Regions from separate parts of the Bos taurus genome. Here region 1 is linked to region 2. Evidence: chromatin contacts called from public Hi-C data. All regions are on one chromosome and are shown on one strand. Each heading gives the region's core, a stretch centred on a gene start, on an enhancer-like site or on the middle of the called end of the contact. The rest is flanking DNA. Distances are from core to core; before and after follow the strand shown.

Region 1 (7,110 bases), core at 2,159-4,658, 180 kb after region 2:
GAACTTGTACTGAGCGATTCTAATAAGGATTTAGGAAGCAAGAACCAGTTATCTTTGGGGTGTTACCAGGAAAGTGAAAGTGAAGTCACTCAGTCTTGTCTGACTCTTTGCGACCCCATGGACTGTAGCCTGCTAGACTCCTCTGTCCGTGGGATTCTCCAGGCAAGAATACTGGAGTGGGTTGCCATCTCCTTCTCCAGGGGATCTTCCCGACCCAGGGATCAAACTCCAGTCTCCCACATTGCAAGCAGACTCTTTACCATCTGAGCCACCAGGGAAGTCTAAAATGTGAAAGTCGCTCAGTCGTGTCTGACTCTTTGTGACCCCATGGACTATACAGTCCATGAAATTCTCCAGGCCAGAATACTGGAGTGGGTAGCCTTTCCCTTCTGCAAGAGATCTTCCCAATCCAGGGATTGAACCCAGGTCGCCCGCATTGCAAGCGGATTCTTTACCAGCTGAGCCACCAGGGAAGCCCAAGAATACTGGAGTGGGTAGCCCATCCCTTCTCCAGCGGATCTTCCCAACCCAGGAATCGAACCAGGGTCTCCCACATTGCAGGCGAATTCTTTACCAGCTGAGCCACCAGGGAAGCCCAAGAATACTAGAGTGGGTAGTTCATACCTTCTCCAGCAGATCTTCCCGACATAGGAATCGAACTGGTATCTCCTGCATTGCAGGTGGATTCTTTACCAACTGAGCCACCAGGGAAGCCCAATACTAATGGTGTTATCAGCAAGTAGGATCAATTTGGTGTCTTAATTTTTAGGAGGTGAGAATATTCACTGGGGGCCAGATTGCCATAGTCAAGAAATAAGTCACCCGTCTTATTTGGAAGAGGACTATGTTAGTCACTTTATGGTGTTGAGGGTCCTCAGCCCTGACATGATTGAGGATTGTCTCCATTTTGGCCTCCATGTTCACAGAGTGGCCGTGTCTGAGAACCGTTTGTGTTCCACAAACGTTGCTGATGCTGAGTTAGCCTCAGACACTACCTCATGGCTGTGAATTCTCTCCCTATGCTTTTCCTCTCTTCGCATGCCCTTCCCCCTCCCTCTCTTCCCCTCCCCGCCTTTTCCTTTCTTCTCTGCATGCCCTTCAGATCCTCTCGCCTCCCTCTAGTTATTTCACAGTGGTTAGCTAATTTCTTTCCTCTGAAGAGTAATCCCCTGGTCATCAGGTCCTGTGCTCTGCCCTTGGCGGGTTATGGCATGGGGAAGGTGTTCAGATCCACAGAGATTTCATCTTGAATCCCAGCTCAGCCCCTCAACAGATGTTTGACTTTAGGCAAATCACTTCATCTTTGTTGCCTAGGGTTCCTCATCTCTCAAAAAGGTGGGAATAATAACTACGCTGCAGAGTATTTGGAAAATTAGAGATAATTTATGTAAAGTGCTTGACACACACAGTCCAATCTCAGTAAATAATGGCCACTATCAAAAACGTATAAATATTTGCAAAATTTTAATTTTCTTATGCTTTATAATTTCTAACAGCAAGAAAAATAGTTTTTGTTAAATCAACCATTAGATTGTAGAAGCTCACAGAATATGGGAAGAGCTAGACTTTGTGAATGTGATAATACACCATTGGGAGTTAATTATGATGAAACTTGCTGTACTTACTTTTCCTTTTATTCAAAGTGAAAAATACGATATATAACATTATGGTATACATTTAACTAATGAAATATATGATTATTTTAAAGCTGTCAGCAGTATATACCTGATAAAACTTCATAAGATAGCAGCAAGAATATTTTATTTATAGACTGTGTAGACAATAATGGCTGGCTAATTAGAACTGTAGGAATGGAAAATGGAGCCTTTTATTATATGGGTAGAAAAAGGTCTTGTAAAATATTTCCACTGAAAGTTTGCTTATTGTACAAGGCCAAGGTTAGCATTAAATTATAGAAGGAATAAATACTAAAATTAGCTCTGAATCATGGAGTGTTTTTTTGTTTTCATCTTTGTATTTTTCTATATTTTCCAGTTTTTTTTTTTTTTAAACAGAAATCATATTACAGTTGTGATCTGGCAGAACCAGAAACCACACACAAAAAAAGACATCTAGTCTTGTAAAAATCCTTTTTTTCCAGAAGTTACTATTGCCCTCAACCTTGGTTGCCACAGTCTTGACACTGAGTGTGTGTGTGTGTGGGCACACACATGTGCTCATGCATGTGCACACGTCTCATAAAACATCCTTAGGCGTGCTAGACAGTAAATGGTCTTTGGGAGTCTAGTTCAGAATTACCTCAAACGTGTGAATTCTGGAGACTGGACTGGTCCGTCCCAAATGGTTGGAGTGTTGCTGAGAAAGTCTCATCTCCTTTACGGGTTGCTTTATGTGAGCGTTCATGGCACTGTTCTAGGAGAAACAGAATTGAAAGCGTCCTGCTAATGGAAGCAGTGGCCACTTTCTTACCTCCTTTTTGTGTGCTCCCCTCTTCTCCGCCCCATCAGAAGTCGGGCCTTCACTTTCGGCACACAGATAACACCGTGCAGTGGTTAAGAGCCATGGAGTCCATCGGTCTACCCAAGGTAAGCTTGGACTGGGAAGACAGCAGGGCTGGCACGGACACCTCACTGTGGGAGGGGGCTCGCAGAATGGGGTATCTTAACGCTGCAGATGCCCTCATTGCCTCGGGAGCGAGAAATGTGAGAACTAAACAAATACATGGAAAAGCACGCGTAAAGTAACATATGGCAAGAGTTCAGGTTGGGAGCAGCTAGGTAAAGTTCAGCAAGGTCAGAACAGCTTTACCTGGTAGATAATTAATTTAGAAGCACCATCTCCCTCTTTTGTATTGCTATTTATACCTAAGATTCCAAGTCTCTTTGCATTGTTATATATTGTATCATTATAAATTTAAGTAAATATTATTATAAATTATAGTATCACTTTAAAGTTTAATGGCTAGCGAGTCAGAGCTCTTACTCCTAAAATAGATCTCCCAAATAAAACTCATTCTGCAAATATTCAGAACTTGTTAAATTCAAAGAGCAGATGCCCTTATACCTGTGAGACAGATTAGACAAGTAGAGGAGATGAGAAAATAATTACATGTGATAGAAATTGTAGAGCTATTTCTTAAACTTCTGATTTTGAAATAATTTTACCATCACAGGAAGTTGCAAAAATAGTACATCTTTGTGTAAACTTCATTCAGGTTCCCCTCATGGTGACATCTCATAACTGTAGTACAGAATTAAATTGGCGTTGGCGTATGAATGTTAACTAGACTCAGACTTTGTTCAGTGTTCACCAGTGAGCATTCATGTGTGTGTGTGTGTGTGTGTGTGTGTGTGTGTGTGTGTGTGTGTGCGCGCGCGCGTGTGGGTGTAGTTCAATCCATGAACAGACTTCTGTGACCTCTACCAGAATCAAGATACAGATGCTGCAGAGAGGCTGGCCTCTACCTCACTTCCCTTCTCCAGCGCTGTCCCCTGGCAGGCCCCTAATCTGTTCTCATCTCTATAGTTTTGTCATTTTGAGAATGTTATAGAAATGGAATCATACGGTAGGTAACCTTTTGAGACTGACTTTTTCACTAAGCATAATGCCCTTGCCATCCGTAAGGTTTCCATGTGTATCAGTAGCTCCCCTTTTTGAACTGCTTACTTAGTAAGTCCAGCTATTTTAAAGAAATTATTTAAAAATGGTCCAGCAAGGGGATAGACTACTGACTTATTTAGGCCTGTGTTGTTTTTAGTATTAATCCAGGTTTGCAATTAAAAACACCCCCACAATAAAAACAAAGAATTCCTTATGAATGCCTATTTTTAATACATTTGTGCCAATACCTGTTTTAACTCAGTTCATTTTATCTTGCAATGGTCAATGTTGATCTATTTTATTTTGCCATTTTTAATTAAACTACTTTCCCCTCTCCTAAAATGTTGAGAACATTGAATGCTATACCTTTCTGGGAAGTGGTTATCATACAGAATTCATATTTCTAAATTGTGATTTAGTAAGTATTAGCAGAGTGTTGAGTGGTAACCAGATTAAAAAAGAAAGAAATTCAAATGCCGTTTTTCTGTATGAGGCTGTATATGTTAGTTAGGATAATTTTATTATGTTTGAAAGATTTGATTTAAACCTTCTCAAGTTGTGTGTGTTTTGGCCACATTTATTTTGATTTTAAGCCAAACAAGTGATCCATGCAACAGATTCTATTTTAATCCTGATGTTTATTATGAAATCAGTGATATATTACATTGCAGTAATGAGAAGCCAACAGTATACTGAATTGACTTAGATGTATTAATAAATTCCTTCATGCATCAATATGAGCTGCCCACTCTGTGCTCAGCTTCATGTTACACACTGGGGTTTCAATGCTGAAGAAAATGGTGAACTATAAGTTGATCCCATCTCCTTGATAAAGGAAGACATATTCATAATGGTTTTCCAAGAGAGATACCAGTATAAAAGTTTCTTGTTTAAAGAAGAGGGGAAGTTACAGTTGTCATCTGCTTACCTGGTAGAACTTTTAAACCTGGTCATATTCTAAATGGGGAATCCTCTTCCCATTGATACTTTAACAGCAAATGTATTAAAGGAAACTTAGAAAGACCTTTGAAATTTCATAGACTATAGATATTTCTTGAAGCACTCAGTGACTATACATTTTATAGTTCAAGAAACTTTGCTTTTCTCTTGGCTTCTTTCAGTGTCCAATAGAAAGTGTGCTTGAGTGTCAAGTTCTACCATATGGTATGCAATTTTAGTTTTTATGTCAAATTTTATAAAATATTTACCAAAAGCAAGTAATGCCAATATGCTTCTCTTAGGAGCTTCAATCCTAATTATTCATTTTTGGTGCCATATTCTGAAATCTGTTTCTTATTAGGTTTTTAGTTTCAAGCTCAAAAAGCATATCAAGGTGCATTAAAAGTTTTAGTGTTCAGATTTTTCAATCTACTACCTCCATTCATAGATGGTTATCCAAAAGAAGTAATCAGGTGCGCAGAAAAAGCAGGGATGTTTTTTGTAGTGACTATAATAGGGACAAATTTGGGGGAAAAAACGTTCAACCATGGAGAACTGGTTAAATTATGGTTCAAAAATATGAAGGAATCCTATGGATCCTTAGAAGTAATGTTCTTATAGACTAATGAAGGGAATGGAAAACAATCATGCTCTGTCAAGTGTTTTAAACAGGCTTATAATACTTGCAATTTGGTTTTCAAATACCCACATGCTGCTAAGTCGCTTCAGTCATGTCTGACTCTGTGCGACCCCATAGACGGCAGCCCACCGGGCTCCCCCATCCCTGGGATTCTCCAGGCAAGAACACTGGAGTGGGGTGCCATTTCCTTCTCCAATGCATGAAAGTGAAAAGTGAAAGTGAAGTCTCTTAGTCGTGTCCGACTCTTAGCGACCCCATGGACTTCAGCCCACCAGGCTCCTCCGTCCATGGGATTTTCCAGGCAAGAGTACTGGAGTGGGATGCTATTGCCTTCTCCAAATACCCACATACATAAATGTAAAAAAAACAAAAACAAAAAAAAACCCAGAGACATACAGATAAAAGACTTGAAGAAAATATACCAAAATGCTAATAGTGACAGTCTGGAGGTAGGTTTATAAGTGTTTTTCTTTCATACTTTATCTACTGTCCAGATTTTAATCGGTAAAAATGGATGTTTTTTTCTCCTTAAAGTAGTAACATGGATATGTGTGTGTGTTGTATGTATATACATAAATGTTTACAGAACTGTGTAGCCAAGTTCTTAACCGTGTAATAAAATGATTTCAAAAGGACACCCTTCTCAGGCCAGGGGACCCCTGGGCAGTCACAGGAGTGACTCTGGTACAGAAAGCAAAGCCTGCACGGGCTCATGCCTTGTGGAGTGAAGCTGCCACCCAGCCCTGTGGACAAAGCCTTCCTGAAGTGGCTGACTGTGAATCTCCGTTGAGCCACTAGGAGGCGCTGTCAGGCAGGGACCTGATGCAGTGATTGGTCCACATAGAAAACATGAGGCACAACTGAGATTCCCCTTCATTTAAATAAATACAGAGCAGCAAGGACAATCAAAAGAGGGTCATTTGGGGAGTTAAAATAATTGTAAAAAGCGGCACCTAATAAATACATTTTTCCCTTTTGTTTTCCAGATATTCTACCCGGAAACAACAGATGTCTATGACCGGAAAAACATACCAAGAATGATATATTGCATTCATGCACTGAGGTGGGGAAAAAAATACAATTAAAAATCTAGAAAGTAAATTTAAATAAAACCACAGTTTCAATTTTAAAAGAGCTCTTTTTCCTCTTTTTAGAGAGCGCTCTTTAAAAAAATAATAATCTGAACTTTTATTTTTAAGACTGAGTTCTAAATTTGCTGGTAAAAAATTAAGATAATTGTCGTATAACAATACTTGAACTTGAAAAACATTTTTCCTCTTTTTTAAAATCCCATTTCAAAATAGAAAACCAGAAAAATGAATGAAAGACCTGTGAGTATAATAAGGAGAAAAATTTAACAGAAATTTCTAGGAACCTAATAATAATGTGCTTTCATAGTCTTGAGTTATACTACTTTACAAATATAGCTACTTTACAAACTACTTACTACTACTTTACAAACACATCAAATGAGCAGCTTTAATGGTTATACATTTGATTGTGATACTCTTAAAATCATTAGTTTGGCTCAATTCTTACCATAGATTAATAAAATGAACTATAAAAAAAAATCTTTTGAACTTTGGTTCAGTAGAACTTGTACCATAAAGGTAAAGAAGAAACTAAAATTAGTCAAATCATGATACATTCATTTTTTAAAGCATTTGTTTGCTATCTTAACATTTTTGAGGGCTTCCCTGGTGGCTCAGATGGTAAAGAATCTACCTGCGATATAGGAGACCCAGGTTTGATCCCTAGGTTGGGAATTTTTTTTTCATGTTAAGCTTCTACCAGTCACAGAGTATTTCTTACCTTACTGGAAGAAATGTGATTTTTAGATGGTTGCAAAAATGATTCTAAAAATCCAATTTGTGGCTGTTGTCTTGAGTGCACACAGGTAATGACTGAAAGACTTCGTGTCTAATTAAATTTTAAATTTCTTTTAGAACATCTGCCTTGTGTTTGTATCA
Region 2 (7,054 bases), core at 3,614-6,113:
ATGATCCCTATGGGCTTGGGAGTGTTTTCTCTTTTTCTGTTATGAGGTGTAACCTGTCATTCTTCTACCTTTATTTCTGTGGCTTGGGTTTTTCCTGACCCCTCTTCTCTTTCGCCCTGGTCCCTAGACAGCAGAGCGATTAGAACGGTAACGTTTGAGCCCTACTGCCATTCCTGGAGCCGCTGCACAATGACCTACTGTTACCACAGGGCTTTTTCCAGGGTCCTGTCCATGATGGGCAGCTCTCAGGAAGGACAAATGCATACTTTCATTTTGTTTCATGAGACTATTGCTGGCAGTTGAAATGGTTGGCTGGTTGGAATGAATGGCCTTGCATTGAAAGCCATTGCGTTTTTCCTTCTCAGAGACATCACAGTTGCCCACCTGCCCTCTGAATCTGTGCTAGTATTACGTATACTTTTGTGATGCTGCTGCTCTTAGGGGAGAGATTTCGCAATGCATGCACTTACTACTTTACATAGAGGTCTACTACCAAGGTTTCACTCTCTACCAAAGCCAGGTGCTGCTTAAAAGTGTGATCATTTGTCAGATATGGGGTTTTCCTTGAGTTTCCCTTCACTATAGGGTTTGTTGGCATCAAAGACTCAGAGACTGGCAAGAAATTGATTTCAGGACCCCAGTTTGAGAGAGGCAAGTGATGAGGATGCACTAAGACATTAATTTTGGATTAACTTTTGAAGTCAATCCATGGATATGACACATATTTATCAGGACTGCCCAGGTGGTGCTGTGGTAAAGTATCCACCTGCCAATGTAGGAGACTCAAGAAACATAGGTTCGATCCCTGTGCTGGGTAGATCCCTGGGTTGGGTAGATCCCCTGGAGAAGGAAATGGCAACCCACTTCAGTATTCTTATCTGGAAAATTCCATGGACAGAGAAGCCTGGTGGGCTATAGTCACAAGAGTCAGACACGACTGATCACAGCTCATCTATCTAGCCATCTCCTATATGCAAGTACCGTGTGTACAAGCAGTGGAAAAAATTGAAGAGCTGTTAAACTAGAACAACAGATGATTTTTTTTAGGAGCCACAAGTCATAGAGACCCAAAATCTCTTTGAAGAATAAATGAAAATTACCTGGAAATAGTACCTTTATATATCAGCTCTTCTCTTTCTTTTTTTAAAAAATGTTCTAAAATAGAACCGTCATCAGAGGCACCAATGAAGCCTGCTAGAGGCATCATAGGAGAAGAATTGGTGCCAGCGCCCTCCTGGTGTGAGGTTACAGAGGAGGAGGAGAGGGGAAGTGTGACCTCTTCCCTTTGTGGGCTCTTGGCCACCATATCCTGGGGATTTTTTTAAGGGACTGAACAACTCAATCAAGGGAAGTTAACAAGAGTCAAATTCCAAAACCCAATTTTTGAGGCCAAATACTATAAAACTGCTTAAGACCCTGCCACAGAGTGGATACCCAGGCTTAGCTGAATTAAATCTGTATTATCATAGAGAAGCACTAAAAAGAAGAACTAGAAAAAATTCCTACTAATGTTAAAATAGAATGAAAACTGAAAAAGTCATTTAGATTTAAAACAGGTATTTGTAAATTTGTTTACAAACTAATTAATGTAAAAGTTACAAAATTAAAATGAGCTCAGATCTTCTGGTCCATGAGAAGTTTACCATCCTAGGTACATGTTTGGTAATGTTGGAATGGATTTGCATGAGAATTGGGGCTAAATTTTGAAAAATTTTGTCATCAAAGGTTTTGTTGGTTATTTGAAAAGGGCTCTTCACCTACTGGACAGATCCTTCTCTCCAAAGCATTTCTAGCTAGAGGCAGCTAACTGCTTTCTTTCTTCTTTGCAAAGCACCTCACGTAATTTCAAGGAAACATTATTTTAGAACTCAAGTTTATACTAATTAACAGATATTCTGAGAAGATATAAACTCCAGACGTTCAGAAGAGCTTAATTCACCACATTTAAAAAAGACACTTGAAGTTAACGTTATAGTTTGCAGAAGATAAATTCCTAACTCTGTCTATTTTGTTTAATTTTGCTGCTAAGAATGTCCTTAATTCTTTCAAGTGTCTGTAGAATTCACTCTCAAAGTAAAAACAATTTAAATTCACCTTAAGATAATTTAAATAAACACCACTGGAGTGTGTGTAACACTTGGGGAGAAGGGCTGAGGGCTTTGTGAAACCTCATGCTGAACAGTCAGAGCTTAAAATGACAGAACATTAGGCAGTGTTTTTTGTCGTGACTGTCCTGCCTTCCCTCCCCTCCCCCACTGGACCTTGTGGCTGACCAGCGGGAGGTTCCTGCCTTAAGCTTCAACTCTGCCTACGTGGTCTTCCTTCATAGTAAATTCTCCCAAAACTATAGAAGATGAGATCTGGTAAAATAACTGTGACACTCCAACATACTTATAGACACTTTAGAAAAATGAAAAAAGGTACCATGAACTGAATGTGTCCTTCCCGTCCAATACCCCAAATTCGTTAGTTGGAGCCCAATGTGATGGAGTGGTGATATTTGGAGGTGGGACCTTTAAGGAGGAAATTCGTGCCCATGCTCAGTCCTGTCTGACTCAGTGAGCCCGCCAGACTCCACTGTCCATGGGATTTTCCAGCCAAGAATCCTGGAGTGAGTTGCCATTTCCTACTCCATGGGATCTTCCCAACACAGGGATCCAACCTGCTTTTCTTGGGTCTCCTGCATTGGCGGACAGATTCTTTACCACTGAGCAACCTGGAAGCAAGGAGGAAATTAGAGTTAAATTAGGTGGGCTCTCATGATGGGAACAGTGACAGACTTTATTTTCTTGGGCTCCAAAATCACTGCAGATGATGACTGCAGCCATGAAATTAAAAGACACTTGCTCCTTGGAAGAAAAGCTATGACCAACTGAGACAGCGTATTAAGAGACAGAGACATTACTTTGCTGACAAAGGTCCGTCTAGTCAAAGCTATGGTTTTTCCAGTGGTCATGTATGGATGTGAGAGTTGGACCATAAAGAAGGTTGAGCACCAAAGAATTGATGCTTTTGAACTGTGGTGTTGGAGAAGACTCTTGAGAGTCCCTTGGACTACAAGGAGATCCAACCATCAATCCTAAAGGAAATCAGTCCTGAATATTCATTGGAGGGACTGATGCTGAGGCTGAATTCCACTACTTTGGCCACCTAATGTGAAGAGCCAACTCACTGGAAAAGACCTTGATGCTGGGAAAGATTGAAGGCAGGAGGAGAAGGAGACAACAGAGGTTGAGATGGTTGGATGGCATCACCGACTCAATGGACATGAGTTTAAGCAAGCTTCGGGAGTTGGTGAAGGACAGGGAAGCCTGGTGTGTTGCAGTCCACGGGGTAGCAAAGAGTCAACATGACTGAGTGACTGAACAATAACAACTCATGATGGGATTAATGCCCTGCTGAAAAGGAAGCTGCAGGAAATCTCTCCCTCCTGTCTCTCCCTCTCCCCCGCCCCCTCCCTGCACTCATGTTCCAAAGGGCCACGTGAGGACCTAATGGGAAGATGGCCGTCTGTCAACCAGGAAGAAGCCTCTCGTCAGGAACCAAATCAGCTGGCACCTTGATCTTGAATTTCCCAGCCTCTAGAAGCGTGAGAAACAAGGTTTGTTGTTTAAACCTCCTGGTCTATGGTATTTTGTTATAGCAGCCAGAGCCAACTGATTTCAGAAGCCTTCCCCAGCTAGCTGGTTTTACTGACACGGCTTAGAAACTGTAGAGATCATATGATAATCTTTATGTGTAGTAGGCAGACCCTATTTGTTGATGTCAGCACTTGCCCAGAACCAAATAGATTTCTACTGTGATTGTCTACTGTGAACACCTACTGTGTTCAAAAGGTCAAAAGCTTCATGTTAGACAAAGGTCAAATTCCACCTCCATGAAAGCTCTCAATTTTTAGACTGTCAAAGTCTCTAGGAAAAAAAAAAAAAAAATCCCAGCTTGGAATTAAACACCTGGAAAATCAGCAGACTTTCAACAGCTATAACTTTCCACACTGCTATCTTCAGCCCTCCGGGGTTACTTCTTTCATTTACTATTTGGGAACTAAAGTTGAAATCTGGGTTTCCCAAGTGCTAACTTTTTTTTTTTTTAATCAAGACAACAATAAAAACATAAATAGTGACTAGAGTAGCATTTGCTAAAGGCTCAAAGGAGAGTACAAATAAAAATATTTGATATAGGAATTTAGAGGAAGGGGAAAAAATGAAGTTAAATTGCAAGAAGGAAAAAAACTGATGCAGGACTAGCCATCGATACAGCCCAGCTGAGAGATTGCACCAAAGTGGAGTGGTAGTGGTGACTATGTGAATAAAAAAAAAATGAAGATGCATTAATAAGCAAGAGAGATATTCACACACACAAAACATCACACCTTAGTGCCTAACTGGATACTGAGCTGTGATCCTGGAGGAATCCAAAATGATGGAGATCAAAACTTCAAAAATCTAAGTGACTGGAAATGTTTGTATTAACAGAGGAAGGTAGAAAGAGAAAAGACCCATTGGTAGATGGGGGGAGACACGGAATTGGGTGATTCTGATTTTTTACCTGCTGAGCTTGAGGTGACAGTTGTATTTATGACAAAAGGCAGGCGCTGGTCATGTCTGCCTCCCTTGCTATGGTATTCCTTGGTTCTCTGTTGGCTTTTGCACTCAGCCTCACACTGACTAGATCCAGATGTGAAGTTAACTCTTAACAAGCTGAGTAACTGAGCTTTAGCAGCTGGTTGACTAATCCCCCCCCAACCCTCCTCAAAAACTTTAAAGTGGAGGCCGCCCCACCAAAATATTTAAGCAGTGCTTTGTCAAAGTGTGGCAATTTCTGCTTACACAACAGACCAGACCTAGGGTCAACCCTCCCCCCATTCATGAAGGCAAGAGCTGTCCCTTGTTCTGTTTGAACCGGAAGACCAGGAGTCATTAACCAGTCCTCAAATGGAGAAGCTGGTCACCAGGAAGTGGGTCCCAGCAGCGCCTTAGGGGGCAGCTGAGTTTTGGGGTGGGAGCCACAATCCCTTACCCAGATAATAAGTACCTTTCTTGAAGGATATGTGTGTTTGTTTATTCAGATTGCCATCATCAAAAGGTTTATCTCAATGAGGCTTTATTTTGAAGTAGTATAGATTTGCCTTACTCAAGAAAATTAAGCTGAATTTCAAAAAGCAGTAAACCGACAAAGACATTAATTCTATTTGACTCTACTAACAAAATGCTTGTTTCTTTTTAAAAAAATATCTTGAAAAGCATTCCAAACACAGAGAGAGATTTTAATGTTTTAATTTAATACATTAAGAAGGTGCATACATACCACCTGGATACAACAAATGCCATTTTTGCTTCAGTGTTTTAAAAGGAAATTAAATGTAATATATATATTTGATGTTCCTTGTCTACCTTTTCAGCTTCCATCCCTTTCCCTAATTTCTCAGAAGTTATTGCTATTCTAAAATTGGCATATTTTGTGTGTACATTTGTTATACTTTTACCAAAGGCATATGTCTCTATGTCTATTATGTAATGTTATTTTGTATGTTTGTTAACTGCATATAATTGGCATCACATGTTTATCATTTGCTATTTTTATGTGTCACAATGTATTTATTCTGCCACTAGATGACCTTTAGGCTGTTTTTCCCTGGAATGACCATTTTGTATATGTTTCCCTGTATGTGGGAGTTTCTCTAAAGGATCTTAGTAGACATGGAATTGCTGGATTTCACAAAATGTACCTCTTTAACCAGAGAGGACCAGCTTATACCTAGAAATAATTACCCAAAGGACACTTCTCCCAACATCATATGAGAACTCCTAACTCTCCACATTTGTTATACTTTATCATTTTGTCACCTAATTGAGACAGGATGCGACCTGGGACCCTTTACTGGAGGGTCAAATGTCCTGGACAAACATCTCCTAGAGCAACAGAATGCAAAGAAATAATGAGGGGCTGGAAAAACCTGCATGCACGCATGGCCGGGACAGTTATGAACAATAAGAGGCAAAAAGGCCAAGTGCCATTTCCGAGGCGCCATGAGCAAAAGCAGGGTACCGTGCATGATCCCTGCACACAGCTCCACCAAGGCAGTAGGCAGACCACCCAAACCACCCTTTTCCGCCTGATCTACCAATCCGCCCCTGCCCTCATCGCATTTTAAGGAACCACCCCACCCTCCTCAGGTAGCGCTATGAACAAGGGCACCTGTTTTTGGTTTTCGTTCTCTCTTGCTGCAGCATGAGTCCCAACAAAGCCTTGCCTGAATTTCTCATATGGCCTCTTATCGGTCTCTATTGATTCAAGAATCCAAGAGTCCAGGTTAGTAACACAATGGGTATCTTCATGTTCATTCTCTGATAGTCAAGCTTCTTTCAAAATGGCCAAGCTCTCCTAGGTCAGCTAGAAGTTTACCTGCCTCTCATCTGCCAATTAAGACTGTGTTCCACAAAGGGATGTAAGAGTCAGGCAATGGACAGAGACTGTCAGAAGACTTGACTTGTCACTAAGCTTCTTTTCTTCTGTGGAAACCATGCAACTTTTCTATGCCTCTCTGTTTCCTTGGCCATAAAATGATGCGTAGAGGCCACCTGTTCTACAGTTATCCCCTACCCTGATACTACTACCAGGCTTTTGTTTTTGAGAACTGAAACACTGGCTGTTACACTTATTTCTGTTCATATTCTTCTTCTTCTTTTTTGAAATCTAATTTGGACTGTAACATTCCCTTTTTAGGTACAGAGGTCTCTTTTGCAATAAAACGCAGATCCTGCTCCTGCTAAGCATCTTTTTCTGGGACAGGGAATAAGTTAGAAAATTTTAACAACCCAAAGTCTTCTAGGACTTTGAGAAAGGCTGGAATGATTTCTTTCCTGTCATTTCTTCATGACTTACTTCTTTGGGTGATGCTTTTGAAAACACATTGGTCACTATTCGGTAAAAATGTTAAAATGATCCATAACATGATATTATTGGAAAATGACCAGATCATTTCAAAGGTGGCTGGAATGTTAAATGCCATGATCTTTATTCAAAAATACTTTTAAAATCCTGTTTGATGCTC

What was found. Hi-C and Micro-C count contacts between places; a contact is called where the count stands out from the background.
Region 1: a contact with region 2 is called in a Hi-C map of liver, with 4 times the contacts expected there. The contact joins two enhancer-like sites.

Annotation. Positions count from the first base shown.
Region 1 is chr10:7,793,448-7,800,557 of ARS-UCD2.0, forward strand. IQGAP2 (IQ motif containing GTPase activating protein 2) reads left to right here. Exons shown (of 35, transcript XM_059890756.1): 4 at 2,469-2,546; 5 at 6,127-6,203. Among named protein-coding and RNA genes, the nearest start is that of F2RL2, 58 kb to the right of the region's middle. Within about 2 kb of position 3,409, at least 4 of the 102 cell types and tissues checked have an H3K27ac peak or open chromatin away from gene starts, as enhancers often do. A contact at or near this core is called in liver, where this site is marked.
Region 2 is chr10:7,615,373-7,622,426 of ARS-UCD2.0, forward strand. It overlaps LOC101904831 (a long non-coding RNA gene), which reads left to right. Exons shown (of 3, transcript XR_809060.4): 3 at 1-1,162. Among named protein-coding and RNA genes, the nearest start is that of IQGAP2, 6.6 kb to the right of the region's middle. Within about 2 kb of position 4,864, at least 4 of the 102 cell types and tissues checked have an H3K27ac peak or open chromatin away from gene starts, as enhancers often do. A contact at or near this core is called in liver, where this site is marked.